2 separate regions of the Triticum aestivum genome follow, and region 2 is linked to region 1. A link is a contact called in public Hi-C data. All regions are on one chromosome and are shown on one strand. The core of a region is the stretch at or near the end of the contact, and the rest is flanking DNA. Distances in the headings are between cores, read along the strand shown.

Evidence for each region. Hi-C and Micro-C count contacts between places; a contact is called where the count stands out from the background.
Region 2: a contact with region 1 is called in a Hi-C map of leaf, with 3 times the contacts expected there. The contact joins the promoter of LOC123096127 here to the promoter of LOC123096126 in region 1. A contact is called at or near these places in 2 of 5 Hi-C or Micro-C datasets (both in leaf) and 1 of 1 datasets of contacts at active chromatin or transcription factors (leaf).

The regions. Positions count from the first base shown.
Region 1 is chr4D:51,285,797-51,292,661 of IWGSC CS RefSeq v2.1, reverse strand. LOC123096126 reads left to right here and starts at 4,685. Exons shown (of 3, transcript XM_044517750.1): 1 at 4,685-5,144; 2 at 5,545-5,892; 3 at 6,006-6,865. The coding sequence starts at 4,740. The coding sequence ends at 6,626.
Region 2 is chr4D:51,489,124-51,495,849 of IWGSC CS RefSeq v2.1, reverse strand. It overlaps LOC123096127, which reads right to left and starts at 2,038. Exons shown (of 4, transcript XR_006446471.1): 1 at 1,911-2,038; 2 at 1,599-1,823; 3 at 983-1,331; 4 at 27-916. It overlaps LOC123099580 (metal transporter Nramp6), which reads left to right and starts at 4,587. Exons shown (of 4, transcript XM_044521712.1): 1 at 4,587-5,283; 2 at 5,948-6,084; 3 at 6,181-6,726. The coding sequence starts at 4,700.

The DNA of each region.
Region 1 (6,865 bases), core at 3,436-5,935:
ATATATATATATATATATATATATGTCATGACGGGTACTCGTACTGGCAACTATTAATTAAATATATATGCAAAATCAGTAGAAAATAATGGACGACCCAATACATACGCAAAAGCTTGTCAAGAATTTATGTCGTGAATTTTTTCTGACAGAAAATAATACAAAAACGAATGGGACCGCCAAGGGACGCAGACCTCTCTCTCTCTCTCTCTCTTGGTCGTGCATGGAGGGATCAAATCAATGGATATGCTAAATATTGAACGCAGACGTCGCAATAAAGCCACATCCATCCAGGCGTCAGTTAATTCAGCATATTATATCATACAATATATTCATATATAATAGGATAAGATGCTGCCGCATACTAGGAGATATGCACGAATTAATGTGTACGTATGGATGGATGCACCGGCCTGTCAAGTCTCCATCCTCCAAGTGGGAAAATGGAAAGGAAAAAATGAAGCAGAGCCAATGCGGTTGGTGCTGCACGATCGAAAGAGAGAGGGAGCAATGATAGTATTGGCTCATTGCTTACTACTCTACTACTAATTGATTATCATTACTACCTTACGTAGGCCGCGCTTGCTTGCTTGCTTATTAGTGGTGCGTAGGCATAGCCATCAGCATGATTTGGTCCGGCCTGTTTGGTTGTTTGCACTTTGCGGTGGTGCATGCTGTGGGATGTGGGTGGCGTCGCCATGCATGCTGCCCTAATTATGCTCAGCTCCATGCATGCAGACTAGTCTAATCCTGGAGTACTACCTTCGTACATGAGTATTAAACAACAAAATAAATACCATCCACAGGCGACAGGTCTAGGGGCAGTTGTTTTCATCAGTTAATGTGCGAGGGAGACCAAAACCTGCATGCGTATACATGGCTGTCTACTGCTCACATGGTTAGCTGAGAGGGACTGTCCATCTGTCATGAGTGAATGCCTTGGGTACATACATACATAGCTGCAGATTATTACTACCCTAGTTAACTTACCGTCAACCATTAAGCTAATACAGTACTGGTTGTTTACTGAAGGAACACTGTCCTATGCCGGGTAGCAAGTGTAAAATATGCATTGTGAATGTGAACAAGTGAGACGAAACAGAGCAGTCAAATCAGGGCGTAATACTGCTCGTCTTTTGCGACGGGGTCGTCTCCTTGTCCACTCCCACCTAACCTAAGCCGAGTAGAGTAGATCCAAGATTGCGACCCTGCTATACGTATGACCCTACATCATCATTCGTGCGATTACCATCCACCCTCACCACCAACAACAACAAAAGCGACTAATTTAAACAGCAAAAAAATATATTTTCAGTTAACCACGAGCCTGCCTCGGAACACCCCACTCGCTCTGCTATCTTATGTATGGAACCACAAGCAAAATCTCTAATGCCAACTCCAGCACGCGAGCCCATCCTGTCCGGGTGTGTCCGTTTACGGCATAACGGATAAACCAGACGGCCCAGCGTGCGGGCGCAAACGGACTTTTGTCCCTTTTATGTCCGCTTTCAACCCATCTCCGGCCCAAGTTTGGGCCGCTTTTGGGGTGAAACGGACAGCGCGTGGACGGGCGGGACGCGCGCGCTTGTCCTCCTATGGCCCGCCCGTCGGTGGCACAAAGCAACACCCCCACGCCCCATTTCACGCCATTTCCCCCCAAACCCTCCCACGTCCTGTCCACCACCCTCCCCGTCCATGCCCGACGCCCCGCCGAATTCCGGCGGTCCGGCCGTCGACCCACCCAGAAAGGTGAAGAAGAAGGCGGCCAAGGGTCCGAGAAAGCCGCAGTCGGAATGCACGCCGGCGGAGCTCACAAAGATGGACGCGGAATCGGTGAAGAGGAGGAACCGGAGGGTGGTCGTCAAGGGCAAGAACGCGGCGGCCAAGTTCGCCGCCGAGCACGATGCGTTGGAGGCCGCGCGGTGCAAGGCCGAGGTCAACGAGAAGGAGGACATCGTCAACAAAGCGCACACCCTCCTCATGCTTGGGATTTGCCGTCCGACGGGTTTCTCTGCAACGCCCGTCGACCCGGCGAGCACAGACACGTCGGTCGCCAGGCCTGCGCACTGCCCCTTGCCGACGTCGCGGACGACGCCTTTGTCGCCCGGTTTTCCTCCGCCAAAGCACGAAGGCCAGACCCGTTTTTCGGGGTCGCCGAACGTTGGCGTGATCGCGCCGTCCACCCCGCGCCCCTCGGCCGTCACCGACCTTAACGTCACGTCGGGGTCCAGCAGCGGCGGCCGGCCGGCCGTCGAGATGCAAAGAGAGCAAGCACGACCGCCGTCTACAGGCACCATACCGTCGCCCCGCGTCCTGTTCGACGAAATGCCAACTCCAACGCCAACGGTCAACGACCCCTTCTACAACCAGTTCACGGAGAATGTCATCTACGAAGGTGGGCATGGTGGCGCCTACGATCCTGACGAGACCCAAAGTCAGGATGGCCCTGCCCAGTACGTTGCCGATGAAGACAATGAGGCCCACGACCATGCTGACTACGACCATGCTGACTCGTGGCATGAAGATGATGACATCTATTGCGAAGGTGATGGTGATGAAGAAGAGGAAGGCCTTGATATTGGGGGCGAGCCATTGTTTATCGACGAGCTCACCCAAAGAGCGGAAGCACAAAAGAGGAAGAAGAGCATTCATATGAGATCATACTCACAAGAGGAGGACAAGTTGATTTGCCAAAGTTGGATGGAGGTTGGACAAGATCCGAGGACCGGTGCGCAACAAAAGGGACTTGTTTTTTGGACAAGAGTTCACAAAACATTCCATGAAAGAAAGTTGTTTGCGCCCGACCAATTTGCGAGCGACCGTCGCATCACCTCGATTCAAAAGAGGTGGTTATTCATCCAACAAGAATGCAACAAGTATTGTGCCGCACTTGAGAGCGTTGAAGCACGTCCCGTGAGTGGTCTCGGCATTGGGGACATGGTATGCTCTCTTATCTTTCGTTGCTACGGCCATGAGACTTCGGCCTTCTATATGTTTGCATGTTCAATTGTTGTTGATCGTGTGGTGTAGGCATTTCAATATTTGGAAGCATTTAAGGCCCGGCACAATGACAAGTCATTCACTCTTACGCATTGTTGGACGCTCATCAACGATTGTCCTAAGTTCAAAGATTAATACCGTGAGCTTCAAAGAAAGAGAGGCAAGAAGACGGCCGCGTTGGCCGGAGGTGGAGATGGTGAGGCGTTGAAGAGGCTGAGGGGCAAGACCAACTCCAAGATTGACGACATACATGATGCGTCACCCATGGCCTTGCATGAGACTTTGCACGGTATGATGTCTCAAAAGGATGTGAGGGACGAGAAAAATCGACAAAGTAAGGACGAGCAAATGAAGCAATACCTAGAGCTTCAAAGGAAGAAGCTTGAGATGGAGGAGGCAGCCAAGAAGAGGAAGATCGACATGGAGGAGGCGTCTCGGCAAAGGCAGCTCGACATCGAGGCCACCAATGTCACGACCAGGCAGAGGCAGTTCGACATCGAGGCCACCAATGCCGCAACCAAAGCAAATGAGGTGGCCTAGCGATCATGAGCGTGGACTTGACCAAGATGAGCGAGAAGACGAGGAGCTGGTTCGAGGCCAGGCAGAAGGAGATGTTCGATGCCGACGGCCTGAACTAGGTGGTCTGTTCGGCCGTGGCCGTTATTTTTGGAGGCTGGGTGCCGGCCGCTGGCTGTGTGCCGGCGATAAACCTATTCATTTTGGGGGCTGGCTGTGTTGCCGGCGACAAAACTATTCATTTTGTAGGTTGGCTATGTTGCCGGCCACTGGCTGTGTTGTTGGCGTGGACATGTAGGTGGGCTGTGTTTCCGGCATGAATTAGAGCCGCTGGCATGAACTAGGGCGTGGTTTATTCAAAAATTGGCGTTTGAAAAAGGAGGCGGATAAGATGCGGCTGGAATGCGTCCGCGCGTTGGGCGCACGGCCACCGCATTGTAGAAATGGCCCGGACACGATCTCATTGTCCTTCCCAAACAGACAGAATTCTGGCCAAATAGACGTCCGTTTGGGGTCATGCGCTGGAGTTGGCCTAGCATTGGCATCTCCCAATATATGATGGATTCAGGCATGTTTCTCCCAAGAAGCGGTCGAGAGCGTGCCCGGACCGCTTCCTCCACCGTCTCTGTTGGCCAGCACGCACATTGCACGGCATAGCATAGGTAGATGCCTCCAACGTCCGCACAGCTGTGGCTCACGAGCTCCTCCGAAACTGAAACAGACTCGACCCGCAAGCGTCCAAAGCGAGAACACGAAGGGCGACAAGCCGAGTGACATGGACGCCGTCGTCCGTCCGTCGCCACAGCGATGCAGCTCCGGACGGATCCGCACCGCGCACGGAACGGAAGAGCAGCAAACAAACGAACAGAAAGTCAGAAACTGACGCCGCTTTAACTGAGCTCGGCGGGCGGCCGGCGAGGAGCACGCACGCAGCGCCCATCCGTCCCCGTATGGCCGTATGTATGCCCGTCCGGTCGTCACGCCACTACTAAATGTGAACCGGGCCGGAGCCGCCGGCGCCGGAGCGTCACGACTCACCGCCACCGTGGCCCGGCCGGGGGCACGGACCGGTCGGTCCAGCTTGCATTCCGTCCCCTGCCAGCGGGCCCCACCATTTCCCCTGCCAGCCGGCCCCACACCTCCGTATAAATTCGCAAACCACCACGCACACACCCCCGGCAGCAGCAGCACACACAGCAGACCACAGCCCACGCTCACTGTCCATGGAGAGGACGCAGGGCTTCTTCGCGGCGCTCAAGCAGGAGGTGGCGCGCGGGCTGTCGCCGGCGAGGGCGCGCCGGAGGTCCGAGTCGGCCGACCTCGACGCCGCCGCGCTCAGGTTCTCCGGCCCGGTGGGGGGTGGAGAGATGCTGGCGCCGCTCATGGAGGGGCCCGATCCGGAGTCCGGCGACGGCGTCGGCGCCGGCGCCAGGAGGGAGGGCTGGGGCCGCTGGGTGCGCGGCCAGCTCGCGCGCACGCCGTCCTCCGTCGCCGCCGCGGCGGCCGGCGCCGGCGCCGCCCGCAACGACCTCCGCCTCCTCCTCGGCGTCATGGGCGCGCCGCTCGCGCCCGTGCACGTCTGCGCCGCCGAGCCGCTCCCGCACCTCAGCATTAAGGACACCCCCATCGTAAGCGCTTCTTCTCCTTCCTCTTCTTCTTCATGCCGCCGTCTTGGTGTCTTTCCCGCCTTTCCTAGCTCTAGATTTGGTCGAGCCGCGTCGCGTGTTCGACGAAATGCTCCAGTCAAATCTCTTCTCAAATGTCTGCGTCTGCGCTCTGCTAATTCTTCAATTCATGGTCCTGCATACTGTAAAAACGTAGTATTTACTCGTAATTACAGTGCTGTAAAAAAATGCTCCTTATCTTCTTCACTGATGTCTGCTGCATTTGTTGTCTAGCGATGCTGTTTGTTCCTTACGATAAAGATGTGCGAAATTTCGTCACCAAGCTGTTTGATTCAGGGAGAAAATCATATATGTCCAGTAGTAAACATGGTTATTTACTGTTACGAGCTTTTTGTTTACACAGGAGACCTCGTCGGCGCAGTACATTCTGCAGCAGTACCTGGCGGCCTCCGGTGGGCACAAGCTCCTCGCCTCCGTGCGCAACTCCTACGCCATGGGCAAGGTGCGCATGGTGGCCACTGAGTTTGAGAACGCCGGCCGCCTGGTCAAGAACCGCAATGCGGCTCGCTGCGCCGAGCCGGGCCGCTTCGTGCTGTGGCAGATGGCTCCTGAGAAGTGGTACATCGAGCTGGCTGTCGGTGGGAGCAAGGTGCATGCCGGCTGCAATGGCAAGCTTGTGTGGCGCCACACCCCGTGGCTCGGCTCCCATTCCGCCAAAGGCCCGGTCCGCCCCCTCCGCCGTGCTCTGCAGGTATAATTGCACTGCCCAGCCCACGCCTAGTATATGCCATTGTATGTGCCCATACAGCCATGGAAACATCTTGGCACTTTTACTCAAATGTTTCGATCAATGTCTTTCTATAGGGCTTGGATCCACTGACTGCAGCAAGCATGTTTGCCGGCGCACGGTGCATCGGGGAGAGGAAGGTGAACGGGGAGGATTGCTTCATCCTGAAGCTGTGCACTGACCCGGAGACCCTCAAGGCACGCACCGAGGGCCTCGCAGAGATCATCAGGCATGTCATGTTCGGGTACTTCAGCCAGAGGACCGGCCTCCTCGTCCACATCGAGGACTCACACCTGACGCGGATTCAGTCAACAACCGGTGGGGATGCGGTCTACTGGGAGACCACCATCAACTCATTCATCGAGGACTACCGGCCGGTGGATGGCATCATGATTGCGCACTCCGGGCGCTCGGCCGTGACCCTGTTCCGCTTCGGCGAGGTGGCCATGAGCCACACCAAGACTCGGATGGAGGAGGCGTGGAGCATCGAGGAGGTTGCGTTCAATGTACCTGGCCTGTCCATGGATTGCTTCATCCCACCCACCGATATCAAGTCTGGATCTGTAAGTGAGACTGTCGAGCTCCCTCATGGTGGTGAGAAGAACAAGTTTGGTCCTCCCCCTGGTCACCGTGCCAAAGTTGCTGCGCTGGAGAAGACGGATGGTGGCGAGCTAGCATGGAGGGGAACGCATACCTGAAAATCGAAATTGATTTTCAGGCCATTGGTACTTGCTTCGTTTCATTGCAACTGACTGATGAGTAGTGTAGGAGAGAAACAGGTCGACGGGGGATTTCGATTTTGGAAATTCCAAATGACCTCTGTGTACAGGAAGGAAGCAGCATGAGGCATTCACATGGTGTGAAGAATCGTTTCTAATCTCTTCAAGGGGGAGCGGTAGTAGGTAACCTTGTTTGCTATTTCAGGCTTTTTTGTCAG
Region 2 (6,726 bases), core at 789-3,288, 210 kb before region 1:
AATATGTCATCAGTAGCACACGGACATTAATATGAGATATTTGTTATAGCAGCATGAAATTAGTTTTAAACAACACATCCAGACAGCTCAAGGTTCAGACAAATACATATTACTAATCTGACAATACATAATGTATATAAGGAGGCTGGCAGTGAGCAGTCAGGATGCAGGGGAAAGATGCTTCGATAGCAGGATAATGAGCTGGTTGCTCGGCAACATGTACCACAATCTTAGGATTGCTACAGGTGTTCTTTCGATGCCCTCCCACTCCGCAGATTGAGCATTTCGCTTCTTTCCTTTTCTTTTGAGGGGTGTCCCCTCTTTGTGGACACGTCGTGCTCTTATGACCAGGGCCACAACATATAGTGCAGAATCGTGTTGGCTTGCTTGTACTGCATCCGATAACTGTATCAAGTTGTGATGCAACCTTAACTTTTTTGCTCTTTGCAGACCGGTCATCATATGGAGGCTTGTCTCTGCGTTCGTTGGTCGACCGGCTTTGCGTTTGCGTTCTGGAGCTGATAATCCAATGTAATTTCCGACGGCGCTACCTTCATCGTCGCTCATGCATCCATTTTCTGGTCCTTGCAAGAGACTTAATTCTGTAACTTTTGCCCTCTTGAATTCAGTTCTGTGTTCCAAACCCAGACCATCATGCTCAGAAGCTAAAGGGGTCAGTTTATCCATTGCTGCCCTAAGAAGTTCCATTGCGCAATTATATGCAATTGGATTTGCATCACCAAGCTTTACAACCTCTAAAGCATGTGTATACAGATTTGAATGTCTGAACGTTATGAAGTTAGCTGAAATCTTGCAGGTGTGCCAAGTGAGCTGGAAGGATATCTCTTGCATCTTTTGTCCACCTTTTGAGGATATGCTTTCATGGAATTTTCTCTATACCCAAGAAATCAAGAACCTGCAATACAATTTTTATTTGTTCAGCATATATAGGTTTCTCAAGTGAGGCTGACAGCTAATGTACCTTAACTGAATGGCAGCATAGCAATCCTGTGAGCTCGAAGTTACCACATTCCCATGAGAGTTCTTCACCCTCAGCAAGAACGTGCACTATGTACACTACTCTGCACCACTTGTCATGTCTCTCTGGGTGGTACCGGTGTACATAATATTTTGAACCTTTTTCAACTTCTACTCTGTATTGTCCTGCTTCATACGGTATCAGTTTTCTTCTCTGCGTATCCTCTTAAGGTTTTTTGAAGGGCACATACTCTTCCAGCACAAGGTGCATGCTCGATAGGGGCTCGCCCAATACAAACCTTGCATCAGTAAGAATGAATTATTTCTAACTGTTAACGGTTGCCTTCTTTTCCCTGAAGAATGCAATGTTCATAGGTGAGCAACATGGGAGTACAGCTTTACAGTCAGAGATTTAACTTATCCAGACATGTTTTAGCATACTAGCTTCAGAGCTGAGCATAAGCAAAGACAAACTGACGTTTGCCTTCTTTCTCATCAGCATCTCACTGTTGATAAGCGAGCAACATGGAAGTACAGCTTTACTTTTAGAGTTCTATAATTTTCAGACATGTTTTAGCGCTCTAGTTTCAGAGTTGAGCAACAAGAGGAAAAGAGGGTACCTTTTTGTCCACCCGGGGGCTTGAGGGTCATCCTTTCCTGTTGATTGCTGTGAATCGGCCGCCGACAAGCTCAGTTCTTCGCAGCCGTTGTTCATGGGCAATTGGATTGTAAGCGGCAAGTCGCCAACATATCCCATACTCGATTCAGCAGCTGATTGGGTGAGACCAGTATCTGGCTCACCGGTGGGCGTCAAATCGCTGGATGCAAGATCCGGCAAGGGGAACCTGCGAGAACACCCAGGTATCCGTAAGTTGGTTCCCGCAAAGAGATTCGGCGTTAGTACTTAGCAGAAGATGAACTAGCAACAATACCTGTCCACCGGATCTGATAGGAACTCCAGTCCATTGCCGCCCTCCTCCGCCGTCGCCATGAGCTGTCGTCTTTGTTGACGGCGCCGCGGATCACTCGAAATGAGGGGGCGGGGGTGGGAGGGTGGGGATCGGGACTTATGGTTGGTCCGCGCTGGCATTTATTTATCTCTGTCATGTGTACCGCGCGTCATGACATGTACTCCTACCAACAGTACATTTCCCATGTCCTGCCGCTACCGCGCACCGTACACGCCCGATCCGTATGTATCAACAGTACGCTCAACTGCATGTGAACGTCCACCCGAAGAGGCCCACCACTGCGCTCTTGCTCAATTGGTCCACGTAGCAGGAGCGCACGCGCCCGTCCTCTCCATCGCCGTTCTCGGTGCGGCCTTCTCTAAAAACTCCCAGGATAGAAGAATGCTAGCTATATTTGGACCGTGTTGCTTCGGCTCTTGTGCGTAAATTTGTTCGTGGCAGGTGCTGCATCTCGGTGAAGCAATTCAGTTTCACCAACTCTCACTCCGAGACATATTTATCGATGGAGTAACTTCATGGTTTGATCTCCTTGCTATATACCAGTATCAGATGGAGATAGGATTTTCAGCACCCGGGTGCCCCTACACTCTCTATGAACAGTAAATTCAAAACAAATCAAAAAAGTCTGAAACTTTGGGACATCGTTCATAATTTTTTTGATGATCTTGCAAAGTTTTAGCTAAAAATAACATTCGAAGAGTACTCAAATAAAAAACAAAATCATTGTCCAAAGTTTATGTACATTTTTGAGCAGTGATTTTGTTTTTTTTGTGAGGGCTCCACGGAGGTTATTTATCGTTGAAACTTTGCAGGAACATCAAACCTTTGATAATTTTTGATCCCTGAAAGTGTCAGATTTTTTTGTTTTTTTCAATTTTATATGAATTCACTGTTCATGAGGGTGTAGGAGCACCCGGGAGCTGTTAGACATTTCTCTATCACATGCAGTTATCATCTTTCCATGTTACAACTTGAAAGTCGAAACTTGGATCGATTACCATCTTTCCTATAATTATAATATGGACAATGTGTTGGTGAGCTTAATTGCCTCACTGTCCACAGTTAAAACAAGCAACCTCAAGGAGAACAAAAATCTTTCCCCCAAAAAAAAAAGAACAAGAACCTTACTTTAGATTAGAGTGCGTAGAATGGTAAACTGAACAAGTTGTGCTCGGAATAATTGGGATGTACTCCCTGCGCGCTTCGATGACCGCGCCCGGGCATGCCCGCCATGTCGGTCCTGCCCACCCCTACTCTACTTTGTCCCCATAAATATCCTCAATCCGGAAACCCTAACTCACTCCACTCTCGATCTATCTCTTCTTCTTCCCTTCGATTTATCCGATTCGATCCACTCCGACAACTCCGGTGACTACGGCCACCATGTCGTGCATCGGCAGTCGCTCCTCCTCCAACTCCGACGAGGATCTAGCCCTCCGCATTGCCCTCGAGAGGTCCAAGGTGGACACGGGTGGCAGTTCCGGATCGGCCTCGCCTCTCTCCCGCCGCTGCAGCGAGGAAGCCGATGCTGGCTCCTCCAGGTCCGCGCTTGGCTCCGCGCGGGTTGCACAGTCCGCACCTCCCCCACGCCGTCCCCTTGCCCCGCCGCCTGCTGCCCCCCCCCCCACACACACGCGCGGGTAGCGGTGGGTGCTTGTGCCCGTCGCCGCAGCGTCGGCCCGGACACGCACGCCGGAGTTAGGGGCGCCCGCTGCCTGCCGCGAGAGGCAGCGGGCAAGGGAGAGGGACGCAGCAGAGAGCTCTGTCCATCGGTGCCACGGGTTACCCACAGAGCCCGGCGAGGACGAGCGGCTCCTCGTGTGGGTCTACCGCCGGTCGCTTACGACGACGGAGACAGACGCTCGGGCTCCGTCGGAAGAATGTGAAGGCTCTCCGGCTAGCTATCGAGTAGTCCGAGCGCGAGGTCAAGGAGAAGGCGATGGAGGCGGCTCGGCTGGCCAGGCTGAAGCGGCAGCAGGACCGGGCCGTCCGGCGCCTCAAGGGCCTCATCATCGTCTCCTCCTCTTTCGACGACGTTGACGGCTCCTCACGATCCTCCACCAGCCGCCGATGGCTACAACTGCGCGGGCGACCGGAAGGGGAAGGGGCCGGCCCGGAAATGGTGGAGATCGCTTTGTTTCAATTTATTTTCAAGTTTTAGACATAGTTTCAAGTTGTCCGTCGTTTGACCTTTGGTGGTCGTTTGAACATCTGATCTTTTGGTGAAAGTATTGTGCTTGTCTGTGTCCGTTTGCTGATTGACGTAGCATGGTTTAATATGGGATATAGGGGATCGGATATGAAATACACGGATGTAGACGAGGCTGTTTGAGGAGTGCCCGGGCGTTTGAGGGGTCATATTTCTCCTCTGCGGCTGTAGATGCTCTACAATCCAATCCTAACCCGCCAGGTAGGACTGCATGTAAAGCACTTAAATTATGATCGCTCATTCCACACGCGCTTGCTAGAGCAGCTGCGTGCATCGAACACCCAGGTCAAAGAGCGAACTTTTTCGCCTGTACGGTTCATGTACGCCGCATGCAGGCATGCAGGCATGCGAGGGCACACCAGCCAAAATGTTTCGACCTCGTGGATTTCCGGGGTGTATATTTAGTTTTGACTTTTGAGCAACGAGGATCATATGGTTTAACCACGGGCATTCCCCAGCCATAGGAGCCCCCGAAACATCCGGCAAAGAACGCCGGCCGGCGCTCGGTTTCGCGCGACGCAGCTTCACCGCCTGTTGTCCCATGGCCGCCGACGGGGACCCAGCCGCGGGCGCCGGCCCCGACGTCGAGGCGCACGCGCTGCTCCGCGCGTCCTCCTCCTCCGACGAGGACCCCGAGCAGTGCGCCTTCGAGCCGGCCGAGAAGATCGTCGTGTCCATCGCCACCGACCCCGACGCCGACGAGGAGGACCTCTTCTCCGCCACCGGCCGCGCGCCGCCCTTCTCGTGGCGCAAGCTCTGGCTCTTCACGGGGCCCGGGTTCCTGATGAGCATCGCCTTCCTCGACCCGGGCAACCTCGAGGGCGACCTCCAGGCCGGCGCCACCGCCGGCGACACGCTGCTCTGGCTGCTTCTCTGGGCCACGGCCATGGGGCTGCTCATCCAGCTGCTCGCCGCGCGCCTCGGGGTGGCCACCGGGAAGAACCTTGCCGAGCTCTGCCGCGACGAGTACCCGGACTGGGTGCGCCGCGCGCTCTGGCTCATGGCCGAGGTCTCCATGGTCAGCGCCGACATCCAGGAGGTCATCGGGAGCGCCATTGCCATCAAGATCCTCAGCCGCGGATTCCTTCCCATTTGGGCCGGCGTTGTCATCACCGCATTGGACTGGTGAGTTATGGTCGCCCTTTCATGTGCTGTTGAGATGTACTGCTCGATGCCAGTTGCCAAAGATGTTTGAGATATTCTGGAGATTTGTTGATTTTGAGATATTCTTGAGATGACCTCCCAGAAATCTGCGGCTGACTCCAAATCTATATGATGAGAACGTCCATGTGCTGTAAAAAAAAGTGTTCAGTAGCGAGTCGCAGCAAAACTTGAAATTTGAACAGATTAGTTTCAGTGTGTAGAATCAGTTGCAAAAACTGAAATCTGATTAAGTTAGTTTCAGTTTGTGATTTCTTTTTATTCAGAACTCTGAGTCAGTATGCAGTTGCAGAGATGGAAAAACATTTATCACATCGATATATGACATGCTGCAGAATATTTTTGTTGAACTTTGTAGACGACCAGGACTGAACATTTCTCTATGGATATCAGAAATGTGAAAAATATTTGATCATTTTGACTTCTATGCACTATGCATGAAAACTAGCATATGGTGTAACAACAGAAATGATGTTTGTTATTTTACAGTATTACCTGAACTACTGCATGCAGCACCAGTATTTGCAAATAGCTTGCTTACATGATGACCATTTATTTTGTTATAGTGTTATTATTTGGATGAGCAGAAGGTTTCACTCCACTTACCCTTAATATACTTTTTCATCAGCTTTATTTTCCTTTCGATTGAGAACTACGGAGTGAGGAAATTGGAGGCTCTATTTGCAGTTATGATTGCAATAATGGCCTGGTCCTTCGCATGGATGTTCATAGAAACCAAACCCAGTGGGAAAGACCTAATTGTTGGTAAGTATCCTTTTTTTTCTTCTTCACTTTTCTTAACACATTCCATTATTTGATCCATTCTTCAGCTGACGTGAAACTAATCTCTACGCAAAATAGGTCTTCTGGTTCCTAAGCTGAGCTCAAGAACACTAAGGCAAGCAGTAGGGATCGTGGGATGTGTCATCACCCCCCACAATGTGTTCCTCCACTCTGCTCTTGTCCAATCAAGAAAAGTAGACCAGAACAAGGAATACCAAGTCCGGGAAGCGCTGAGGTACTACAGCATCGAATCAACCATGGCGCTGGTGGTGCCCTTCATGATAAACCTGTTTGTCACGACGGTTTTCGCGAAAGGGTTTTACGGCACCGAAGAAGCGCGCACGATCGGGCTCGAAAACGCCGGGCAGTATCTCCAAGAAAAGTTTGGGGGGGATTACTTCCCCATCCTCTCCATTTGGGGGGTCGGCCTCTTGGCCGCCGGCACGAGCAGCACCATAACCGGAACCTATGCCGGACAGTTTATAATGGATGGGTTCCTGAACTGGCGACTGAAGAAGTGGATGAGGGCGATGATCACCCGAAGCTTTGCGATCGTGCCGACGATCGTTGTTGCGCTGTACTTCAACGCGTCTGAATCTGCGCTGGACGTTCTGAACGAGTGGC